Linked DNA regions of Sus scrofa: region 1 is linked to region 2. A link is a contact called in public Hi-C data. All regions are on one chromosome and are shown on one strand. The core of a region is the stretch at or near the end of the contact, and the rest is flanking DNA. Distances in the headings are between cores, read along the strand shown. Region 1 holds the start of EFNB2 (ephrin B2). Region 2 has its middle 190 kb from the start of EFNB2.

What was found. A called contact is a pair of places that touch in the nucleus more often than the background predicts.
Region 1: a contact with region 2 is called in a Hi-C map of embryonic fibroblasts, with 2.4 times the contacts expected there. The contact joins the promoter of EFNB2 here to the enhancer-like site in region 2. A contact is called at or near these places in 4 of 47 Hi-C or Micro-C datasets (embryonic fibroblasts, omental adipose tissue, psoas muscle and 1 more).

The regions. Positions count from the first base shown.
Region 1 is chr11:74,230,312-74,235,822 of Sscrofa11.1, reverse strand. It overlaps EFNB2 (ephrin B2), which reads left to right and starts at 3,055. Exons shown (of 5, transcript NM_001114286.1): 1 at 3,055-3,176. The coding sequence starts at 3,055.
Region 2 is chr11:74,043,964-74,049,169 of Sscrofa11.1, reverse strand. No RefSeq gene overlaps it. Among named protein-coding and RNA genes, the nearest start is that of EFNB2, 190 kb to the left of the region's middle. Within about 2 kb of position 1,334, at least 46 of the 83 cell types and tissues checked have an H3K27ac peak or open chromatin away from gene starts, as enhancers often do. A contact at or near this core is called in embryonic fibroblasts and skeletal muscle, where this site is marked.

The DNA of each region.
Region 1 (5,511 bases), core at 1,806-4,305, 180 kb before region 2:
CTCTGGGGTTAAATATGTGCTGGTAAAATTACGGATTTTAATCGTGTTTCTGCAACAGTTTACTTATAAAATGAAGTCCAAATACAAAGAGGAATTAAACTGATGTGATTGGCATGCTTTAGAAATTCAACTTTGCCTTGTACAAGCAGATGTTACTGATTTTTTTTCTGGCATGATACACTTAACAATAAACAAAAGAGCAGTGGAATGAATGTTAGAATCTTGGACTTGATACCGCTGATGCTTTTCACATCGTTTCTACAGCTAATTATTTTATACTTACTGAAAGTAAGTTCATGCATATTCACACCCTAAAGCTACACAGTAGAAATCTTTTTGTGTAGGGTTTTCTTTGCTCAAATACACACTTGGTTTTTTTTAGAAGGAAACAATCTAAACATGCATATTTATATTTTTCCCAAGGTAAAATGCTTTGGATGTGAGAATATTTGATTTACTAAAAATGGAAGCCAGGGTTATTTTCAAACAGTGCAAATTTCCTTTATTTCCTCTAGTTTACTTGGAGAGAGGATGTAGGCGCTAAAAGGTCACGACTTAAATTTCAGAACTTAAGTTTGCTGAATATGAAACATGATATGGAGATACTCAGCTTTAGCTCTTTTAAAGGGTTATTAAGCTAGCTTCATATTAAATTTCAAATCAATCCTTTTAAATGTTGTAAGATTATTAAAAACGACTCCTTTTGCATTTGTGAGGTTATAATAATACCACCCCCTGCCTCTTCCTGGCTTTTTAGTCCTCTGGGAATCTGCTGAAGTCTTCGAAAGGGTTTACTGTCTTGGAGCCTTTAAGAAGTATATATTTCCTCAAATACAGACTTTAATTCAAAACTAGCAGTTTCAAAAAATAAAGTTTTCTGAAACCTTGGAATAACATGAATGTATTTCATAACTCGCGTGTGTTAGTGTTTTCGGTCTTACAAATTTCTTAACACTCCTGGTTTAAATACGTTTAATGTTTAGAAAATGAATGCTTAATGCACGATAAAAATCTTTCAAAAGTTATTACAACGAAAAGTTAAAAACAAATCGGTATCTAAACAGGATTCTCTTTACCACATATATTTTGTTATAAATTTAGTGGATAATTTGGCAAAAAAAAAAAAATGTAGGAATACTGTCCGCTTCCTTGCATTAAGACATTAAAGAAACCCTTTAACGAAGGCATATGTATGTACGACCCGGTCGCTTTGCTGCACAGCAGAAATTTATAGAACATTGTAAATCAACTATAATTTAAAAAAAATTTTTAAAGAAACCCTGGGTCAGGATTTTTTTTAAAGCGTGTTGGTATCCAAATGTAACAACTGTGAACTGTTACGTTTGTATTGTGCCTTATTTCTTCCGAGCTCTCCCTGCTGTTGTCATTTCAGCAGATCCTCCTTTGGACTTTCCGCGTGGTTGGGTCGCGGGTTCTGGTTCCGGGTGGCGAGACCGTGGTGCTCGCTCCCGCCGAGCGCGTCGGCCGCTAGTGGGCGCTGTGGGTCCGTGGAAGCGGCGGCGCGGAGGCGCCGGTCCCAGCCACTCTTTGGGCAAGCGCCTCGCCGACAATCCAACTGAAGAATTCCTGCCGCCTCTGTGTTTTGGCGCTATTTGTCACCGTCACCCCTAAATCCCCCGGTCACCTTGGGAGGCGTGAGTGTGTCGCAGAGGCTAATTAAGGAGAAGGTCCCGCGGCGGGCGCGGGTGTGCAGGCGACACTTGGGGGAAGGAGAGGTGCTCCCTTCGCGGGAAGCGAGGCGCGGAGGGCTCGGGGCCAGGACGTCCGCGCCCCGGGAGTCGTTTTGCTTCTCCCGGCGCCAGCTGACGTTTGGTACCGAAGTCAGGTGTGAAACGCATGACTGAGAGGCCTGGTGGGGGCCGCGAAGGGATGCGCGAACAGGACGTGAGCCAGTCCACGCAGAAGGCGCACATCATTTAAGGAGGAAGGCCCACGGGAAACCCACTGCCAACCACTCCGGAGGGAAAGTTTCGCCATCGACGTCGTCCCTCGGCTGAAGTTAGGACACTTCCCGGGCAATGAGAGCGCGTGCTGGGCGTGGGGACAGGTGGCCCGTGCTGTCCCTGTCCCCATTCGCCCGCCCCTGCCAGCGTCCCCATCCCGCAGCCCCGGGAGCGCCGGGTGCACGCGCAACCTCCTCTCCCTCGAGGGCTTCCCAGCGCTCAGCTCTTGCCGCCGCCCTGGCCGGGGGCGGGGCTCACCTGTCAGCTGGCGCCCCGCCTCGCGGCTCCCAATGTCGGGAGGGGGCGGCTGATGGACCGGCCAGCCGCCCAATCCGCTCGCGTCTGCGGAGCAACGGACCAATGGGCTGCGCGATGTGGGGCGGGGCCCGGCGTTTATAGTGCTCTGACAGCGCGCAGGCAGAGCTGACTCTCCTCGGCGGGGACGGCGGCGCCGGCCGGAGCGAGGAGCCGCGCGCGAAGCTGGTCCCGGCGCCCACCCCGCACACAAAGGCCCGCGCGCGTCTGGCGCCCGCGGCGAGGAACGAGCCCCTCCTGCCTGATCCGCGGGCTGGGAGCGGCGAGGACTTTGGAGGCTCCCGGGCGCCTGGAGGCGCCCTTCGCAGCTCGCGGTCCGCGCTCCGGGACATGGAACCGCGCCGAAGCGGCGCCCGCGCGCTCGGGCCACTGCCCGCCCCCCTGGATCTATAGTGCCAGGCGGCCCCGCTCAGGGCGCAGCGCCCGCCGCCCGCGCCGAGTCCGTCTCTCCGCCTTTGTGTCCCGGCCGCGCGCCCTCTCCGCCGCCCCGCGCCCGGCACCCTGGAGCCGCACGGGGTACGGCTGTCCGAGCTGCGTCCGGCGCGGCGCCCCGGAGCCCCGAGCCCGCCGCGCCGCCGCGCCCCGCGCGTGCGCTCCCGCCCCGCGTTCTGAGGGCCCCGAAGGGAACGTCCCTGGCCTCGGCAACCGCTGGAGCTGCTCGGCGCGCCCCGGAGCTGCCTGCGGTCCCTCCTTGTCTGCCCGGAAGATTGGGGCTTTCGGCCCGCACCCCGTTCCTCCGACGCCAGGAGTGCGCGGAGCTGGGAGCGGCTTCGCCATGGCCGCGAGGAGGGACTCCGTGTGGAAGTACTGCTGGGGAGTTTTGATGGTTTTATGCAGAACTGCGATTTCCAGATCGATAGTTTTAGAGCCCATCTATTGGAATTCCTCGAACTCTAAGTAAGTAGCGTCCGCAATCCCCCTCGATCGCCGCCCCGGGGTCCGCCGCGCCCCGTGCTGTCCTGGCGGGAGGAAGGGTCGGGCCGTGGAGCCTCGGAGCCTGTTTCTGGAACCTCGATTACTCGCGTCCGCTTGTCCCCCACCCCAGCACGTTTCACTTGATGGTGACTCCGCTCGGCCTTCCAGCCAGAGCGCCGGCCCTAAGGGGCGCCCTCCTAGTCACTCCTTCCCCCATCAGCTCCCTGGCGCTAAAAAAACCCTGATGGCTCGAGTGTCATGTCCGGGAAGGTGTCCGATGGCGATACCTGACCCTCGCTTCTTTTCGAGGCCGGGGAACAGGGCCACCAACCATGCTGGCCTGCGCGCGAGGGCTTGCAGGCTTCGGAGAGGCGGGGATGCTGTGCTCCCAAGGAGCAGCGGAGCGCGGTCCAGGCCCCGCGGGCGGGCGGGGTCGGCGGTGCTCGGGCGTGGAGAGCACTCGGGAGAAGGGAGCCTGGTGTCTCTGGGCCGCCCGGAGCTCGTGCGCCTCGGCGCCGCGCCGCCTGCCCGAGGGTGCGCAGGGAGCTCGCCTGCTTGGGAGAACTCGGGCGGCGAGCCCTTTTCCTCCCCGCCCTGGAGGCCGGCCTTAGAGTGCTCCCGGGGAACCCTCTGCACGTCGGCCTCTACCTTCTTTTCTAAACCAGCGGCCCCGAACTCTGTGCCGTCGCGATAGCTGACTTGATTTTGAGGACGTTTTCTGCAAAAGCCTAATTAAGGCCCGGCCCAGCCAACACAGCCCCTGAAGCCTTCGCACTCGAGGAGCCTGGGCGGGAATGGGGAATAGGATCCTTGAATTCGACTTGCTTTTATGAAACAGTGCAGCCGGGAGAAAGCCAGGCCTTGTGCAGATTAAGTTTCAGTACTAGCTACCAGCGTACATCTAGAATTTAGAAAAGGTGATCCCTCCCTAAATATATAATTAGTCGTCTGTGCATTCAGTATTGCGTATCATCTCATTCTCCAGACACATTTCGAATCATAACCAAAAACATTTTATAGAATCATGGAATTTTCACCTTGGGAAACTTGGGACACCAAGCATGAAGACATTGGCTGTTGGGGAGTAAGCATTTGAGATCAGAAGCAAAATCAGTGACCTAATTGAAGTTGAGCGAGTTCGTCATGGATTTAGGAATAAAAGGACGGGGATTTAGAGATCGCATCTTAATTAAAGAATTATATGCACTCTTTTAAAAGTGGTGCATTTCACATTCACCAACATGTTAGCCAAGAATTCCCTATCAGAGGGTGAAAAACGTCCCGGCTAAATCGGATTACAGAGAAATTCTTAAAAGATGCTGCATGGCACCATGAAGCAGATGCTTCCCAGCCCTGCTCCTTGTAAAAGTTACTTAAGGCGACCTCCTTCCCTGCAGCCCGGCCTTATAGGGACTACTTTTTTCCCTTGCTGTAAGATGCTGCATTTGCCCGGAAAGTGGTAGTAGCAGTGACACCTTGACACCCCCCCCCCCAGCCTCGGAAGCGCGAGGCACCGGGCGGTGCGGGAAAGCGCGGGGCGCGGACCTGCGCGCTGCGGGCGGGGCGCGGGGCCGGGAGAGCCGGGCCAGACCAGCCCGCGCTCGCTTTCCGCCTACAGAGGTCACTCTTCCATGCGCGATGCTCGCGGCGCCGGCCCTCACCTCTTCCCGCGGGCGGCCTGCTCGGCTCCACTTTGCACTTTCACTGAAAGACTGTCTTGATTGTCTTTGGGGGCTGGTTTGGGGTGTTTTGGTTTGGGGTTTTGTTTTGTTTTGTTTTTCCCCAACAGGATTTGAGTTTTAAAATTTGTTTAAAGAAACTCCCAGCGTTCAGCTCAGTATAGGTGATCTTTGCATTCGGCTCAGCATACGTGATCTCACAACAACTACTGCTTTCTAAGTATCTGGGAGGTGGATGACAGTTAACCTGAGTGGGGATAAAAAGGTAGAGCAGTAACTATTTCAACCTAAGGTTTTAGACAGTAATGTCTTCTTTCCCCAGTGTGTTGGGGGAGGGGAATGACTGATACTCATCACTCTGATATGAGGATTAGGCTGTTTTTCCGAGCTGTGGCCACAGATTTACAGCCCTCCTGGAGGCCTGCTTTTGGAGCAGGCGGCCTGCCTCCACTGCACTGTTGACGCTGTTGGCCTGGTCATCGTGCTCCCCAGGAGCAGAATGTCTTTTAAGATGCTCACCCTAATGGCTGGCCTAGAGGGTGGGATCGTTGGGGGCCCTGAAAGAGGTCTGCTTAACAAAGTATGCAGCTGGATGCTAGCTTGAGAGATTGGAAAGATTTCTCCCCGGAGGAATGATA
Region 2 (5,206 bases), core at 85-2,584:
AGGTGGCTGGGAGCTTGGGAGGTGAGACGGTCTCAGACAAGGTCAGCGCGGCCATGGGGCCAGCTCTTTGACATTCACTTGCTGTCGTCACAGAGCCCACCTGCCAGTGCTCCGACCAGAGCCTATGACCCAAGTGACTTCAGGGACAGCCTCTGACTTCTAGGTGAGACCCCCGGCGTTGTTTTCTAAAGAGTGTTTTTAGAAGCATTTCTGGGGACGATTGCACGTAATTGTTTGCCCAGAAGGCTGAGGATGAAGCCCCCCGGAGGTCTGGGCACAGACGCAGCGCAGCTTTTTGGTGTCTCACTTCTGTTTCAGGGAGGCAAACGCCTGTGCTTTGATCAGGTGTCAAGTGTATATGGTAAATCTCTTTCTGGAGAAGCCCCTTTTATGTACTTTTCAGGCAGCCTGTGGGTGCGGGGAGTGGAGGGGACGGGAGCCTTATTTGTTCCAAAGGGCGCTCTAGCCGAGCCCAGGGCTCCCACACACCTCACACAAAGGCAAAGGGACGCAGGTCCCACCGCCTTTGATCTAGATTTTGCCGCCATTGTCGCAGGGTTTGCCTGCGAGAGCTTATTTCCATATGTATAGAGAACAGCGATTTGCTTTCTCCTGCCTGTTCAACTGTCACCGAAGGTATTTTTAGAAATCTATAATCTAAAGAAGACAGAAGATGAGGCAGGAAATCTTACAGTGGCAACATCTGAACAGCCCCCGCCACTAGAAGAATGTTAATTAAAAGATAACCTCATTCCGCTTATTTTAATTGCCAAGCAACACTTGATTTTTTTTTTTTCCTTTTTCTAACGCAAAATTTACTTTAAACACACAGCTTGGGTGCAGAGGCTGTTTCCTTGTTCGCTAGGAGGTATGTGCCTGAGGAAGGCTCCAGCCTCCTTGGCTTGCGGCCGCTTTAAGGAACAGGCGCTCCCCGCCCCGCCCCGCCCCCGCGCCGTGCGGGGCGAGGCCGTGTCGGTATCTTTCTGGACGCCCAGATGCCGCCCCGATGCAGAACACGTGGTTGTCAGAGAAACACAAGAACATATCATTAGATCGTTCATAATTAGGCATGGCTGATATGTGCCAAAGGTTTAGCGCTTAATCAGAAAGTTCTTATCGCAGGCGCTTCTGCTGGCGAGGAATTGGAAACGCAACAAAGGCAATTCTGATGCTCGTCCCCTAGGATAACAAAGGGAAGACAAAGGCAGACCGATTCCACCCTAGGTTTATGGGCAGGCTCTATTTTTTTTTTTTTAATCATGTGACTCCAGCAGTAGGAGGAGAATTAAACAGCTCAGCTCTCCCATGAAGCAGGGAGTAACCGCCCCCCCCTCCGCCCCCCCACCTTGATCCGCTGGTCTCTGGTGTCTGAGTCATCTCGTCGCCAGGTGCTGAGTAAGGCTGAGGGCTGTGGGAACCTGATTTAATGTGTCTGGCACAGGCTTTTCCAGGTAGAGTCGGCCTCCCCGGGGAGCACGCCGCTTCCCTTCCTAAGTCACCCCCTCCCAGCCCTGGTCGGGATCTCAGAGCATCTTTGGGTCCGCGGAGATAAATCCAGGCCGTGTACCTTGGCAGCCGGGACCGGGGCTGCGGGGAAAAAACGAGCGTGCAGCGGCCGCGGCTGTTTTGACAAAGTGTTGTGTGTTTTTTCTGTCTGAGTATCTGGCAGCGCAGGTGAAACAATGTGCCGCTGGTATCTTGGCTCGCCACTCGCTCTCAGGCTCTGCAGGGAGTGCCGGGCCAGCCCTGCAAATGTTCCCAGCAAAGCTGTGAAAACAAACGGGCCGATTAGTTGGACAGGCTCCCCGGCCTCGGAGTGTTAACTGCCCTGGCTGCCCTCGCTTCCCAGCCCCTTTCCATTCTTTGATTCGCCCGGCCTTGCGCTTATCAATTAACACCGCGGGGACCGTCCTCTCCTCCTCCTGGTGTCCTGCTGCATCTCTCAGCATCTCTCAGCTGTGGCCCCGCCGTGAATGCTGATCCATGGATTTTTTATCTCCAAGCATAATACAGAATTCATCGTTAGGTTTTTTTTAATAAGGGCAACTTTCATTATTATTATTATTATAAGCAAGCCATGTTCACTCTAGAGATAGGAGCCAATGCAGATACACAACAGGAGTGGTCTTTGAAGTGTACATATTTGCTGCCTGACTTAAGGGTTATTCCACATGCCAGGAGGAGTTGCGTATGTTCTGTGTTCCACTATTTACATTAAAATTCTTCTCTCTCTCTCTCTTTTTTTTTTTTTTTTTTTTTTTTAGAAATGAACTTCTTTCCAAAACAGAAAGAAGAGACTCAGATATAGAGGACAAACTTAGCGTTGCCAAAGGGGAAGAGGGAGAGGAATACATGAGTTTGGAGTTAACAGGCACACACTCCTCCTGGGTTACTACTTGCTGAAACACTACTGTACACATGACTACGTAAAATGGTTAAGCAAGGATTTACAGAGCCAGGAACCTGTACTCAACATTCTGTAATACGGAGTTCCTGGTGGCTCTGTGGGTTAAGGATCCCATCTGTCACTGCTGTTGCACTGGCCTTGGAACTGCCACATGTTGTGCGCACAGCCAAAACACACTGTTTTGTTTTGTTTTGGTAATAACCTATAAGGGAAAAGGATTTGAAAAAGAGTATGTGCATATATATGCACATGTGTGTGCGTGTGAGTGTGTCTATACTGAATCACTGTGCTGTCCTATAGTCGCTGTGCTCTACTATAGTTTGGCTTTTTAAAAAGCTGACTGTTATCAGGACCTGAGAAATTCCTTTGGGATCACATTCCCATACTTTCCCAGAAGTATTACTTTTTTTTTTCTGCCCCACCCATGGTATCAGGAAGTTCCTGGGCCAGGGATCGAAATGGAGCCACAGCTGTTAACTATGTCACAGCTGCAGCAACACTGGATGCTAAGCCTGCTGTGCCACAGTGGGAACTCCCCAGAAGTATTACTATTGTGATAATAATTTCTTTGTGTTTTATTCTTTTATTTTATATTTTGTAACTATCATGCAATAAAATGGATGGTTTTCACTTGTAAAAAGTAAAAAAAAATAATTTTAAAACGTAAATAAAATTCTTCTGACTTATGCCATGGCAGATAAGGATCTTTTTTTTTTTTTTTTTTTAACAATATAGTTGAGTGTATGTCAGTTTTGGAAAGAAAGGGCTCTTCAAGTTGACTCGACTTTTTGTGTGTGCGCCTTCTTCTGGTTTGAAGTGAGCCAACTTGGAAGAAAGAGATCTTGGGCATCCCTTTTGAGGTGAAATCAGAGTGAATTAAGAAAGAGTCATTACACCTTTCTTTAATCAAAGGCTCCAGAGATCATGTTTCTTTTAAGAAAGAAACATCAAGGATCGGGCTTGGAAAATCACTTTCATATTTTCTTGAGCATTTCGGAGCTCTAGCACATTTTGAGAGTTGTCATTTGTTCTGAAATATTAGGCTGTCGTATCAGCCTTTTGTCTGTGCCTGTCCTTCAGTATCAGAAGGTATTGAGCTTGCCCTTGCTTTGTTGTGAACGAGCGCAAGCTGTCAAATGACTAATGCTCTTGGAATCTCACAGAGGCATTTACCCTGCCTCTGTGGCTGTGAGCCCTGTGTTCTTTTTGTGACATGTAACAATATAGGTAATATACCTAAAGTAGGGTCCTGACCAAAAGGGACTTAGGTATAGCATCACGATTTTGCTTGAAGTAATAATTATTAAATGATTAAAAATAGAATTCATAGTCTACCATAGACACTTGGGTAGGTTGTGCACTGCACAATGCCAAGAGCTTGGTTCTTTTAATCTATGAGAACAAGTTTGAAAACAGCAGTAGCTGTTTGTGTGTGTGTTTGTAATTAACCCTACGGACTAATTAACCTGAACGGTGTTAAAACAGTAAAAGAAATGGACACATTAACACAGCGAGTATTTATTCAAACATTTCACAATGACTAGGGGTAAATTCTATTTCCCCCTTTATGGAATTTAAAATATAAGGACAACTTATTTGAAATTACTGAATTGACATCAACAATATTTCATGTTGAAATTCTTCTTTGCAGTACTTAAAAATGGATAATCCATGTTTAAAAAGAAAGGCTTCATCAGTTAAAACTTTTAGATTGGAAAACAGCTTTTAAAAATAAATATTTCCTGTCATTCCCAGGAATTTGATTGGCTGAACTCTTCACACATGCCAGGTCTGATACTTTAATTTGTTAAATAACAGAGAAAGGAATAGAAAATATATTTTTACCAGAAACTAAATGTGTGTTTGTTGCCCAACCTGAGACATCTAAATATTAGTAGCGGCCAGAATCAGTGAGTCTCTGTCTCTCTCTCCCTCTCCCTCTCTCTTTCTCTCTCTTGCGTGCGCACGCGCATATTTTTGTTTGTTTGTTTTGTTTTTATTTTTCTTGTTTGTGTTCCTTTTAATTAGACAACAATGCAATGACTTTGTTAATTTTATCCAGCAAGCTCCATTACTGGAACAACCTAGGCATTGTGGGAAATAGCACTTTTTTTTTTTCCCCTAAAGAGGTAAGAATTCTTATAGTCTAAAAGCCATGCTGCCCTTATGGTCCCTCTCTAACCATAGGTTGTTTTTAAAAGTCCTAAATAATTAACATTTTGAAGAATACTTGAGATTAAGATTAAAATTTTCTCACATCCTAGGAAACTTACAAAGACGGAAATTCAAATAAAACACCCTTGGAGTTCCCACCGTGGTGCAGTGGGTAAGAATCGGACTGGATTGGCTCACGTCATTGCAGAGGCACAGGTTTAATCCTCAATATTTAAAGTACAAAGTTAGGAGGTCCTGTCATGGCTCAGTGGTTAACGAACTTGACTGGCATCCATGAGGACGTAGGTTCTATCTCTGGCCTCGCTCAGTGGGTTAAGGATCTGGCGTCGTAAAAAAACCCCAAAGAGGTCAAGTCCTCTTCATTTCATTCTTTTCACATCATGGGATCTGCTTATGTGCTAAGTCATCATAGTCGAAGCCACTAAGTTCATGTGCAAGTGGAAGGCAGTCGGTGACAGCAGACCCTACACATCATCCACGTTAGCAAAGTAACTGCAACACCTGCTGTTTAATTAGGCGTAGCTTAGCATCGTGACTGTTACTAAGAGCATCAATACCTGTGCACCTGAGACACGCATGAAGCACCTGCGAGGACTGTTCCAAGAGGTGGTGTGGAATGGCGTG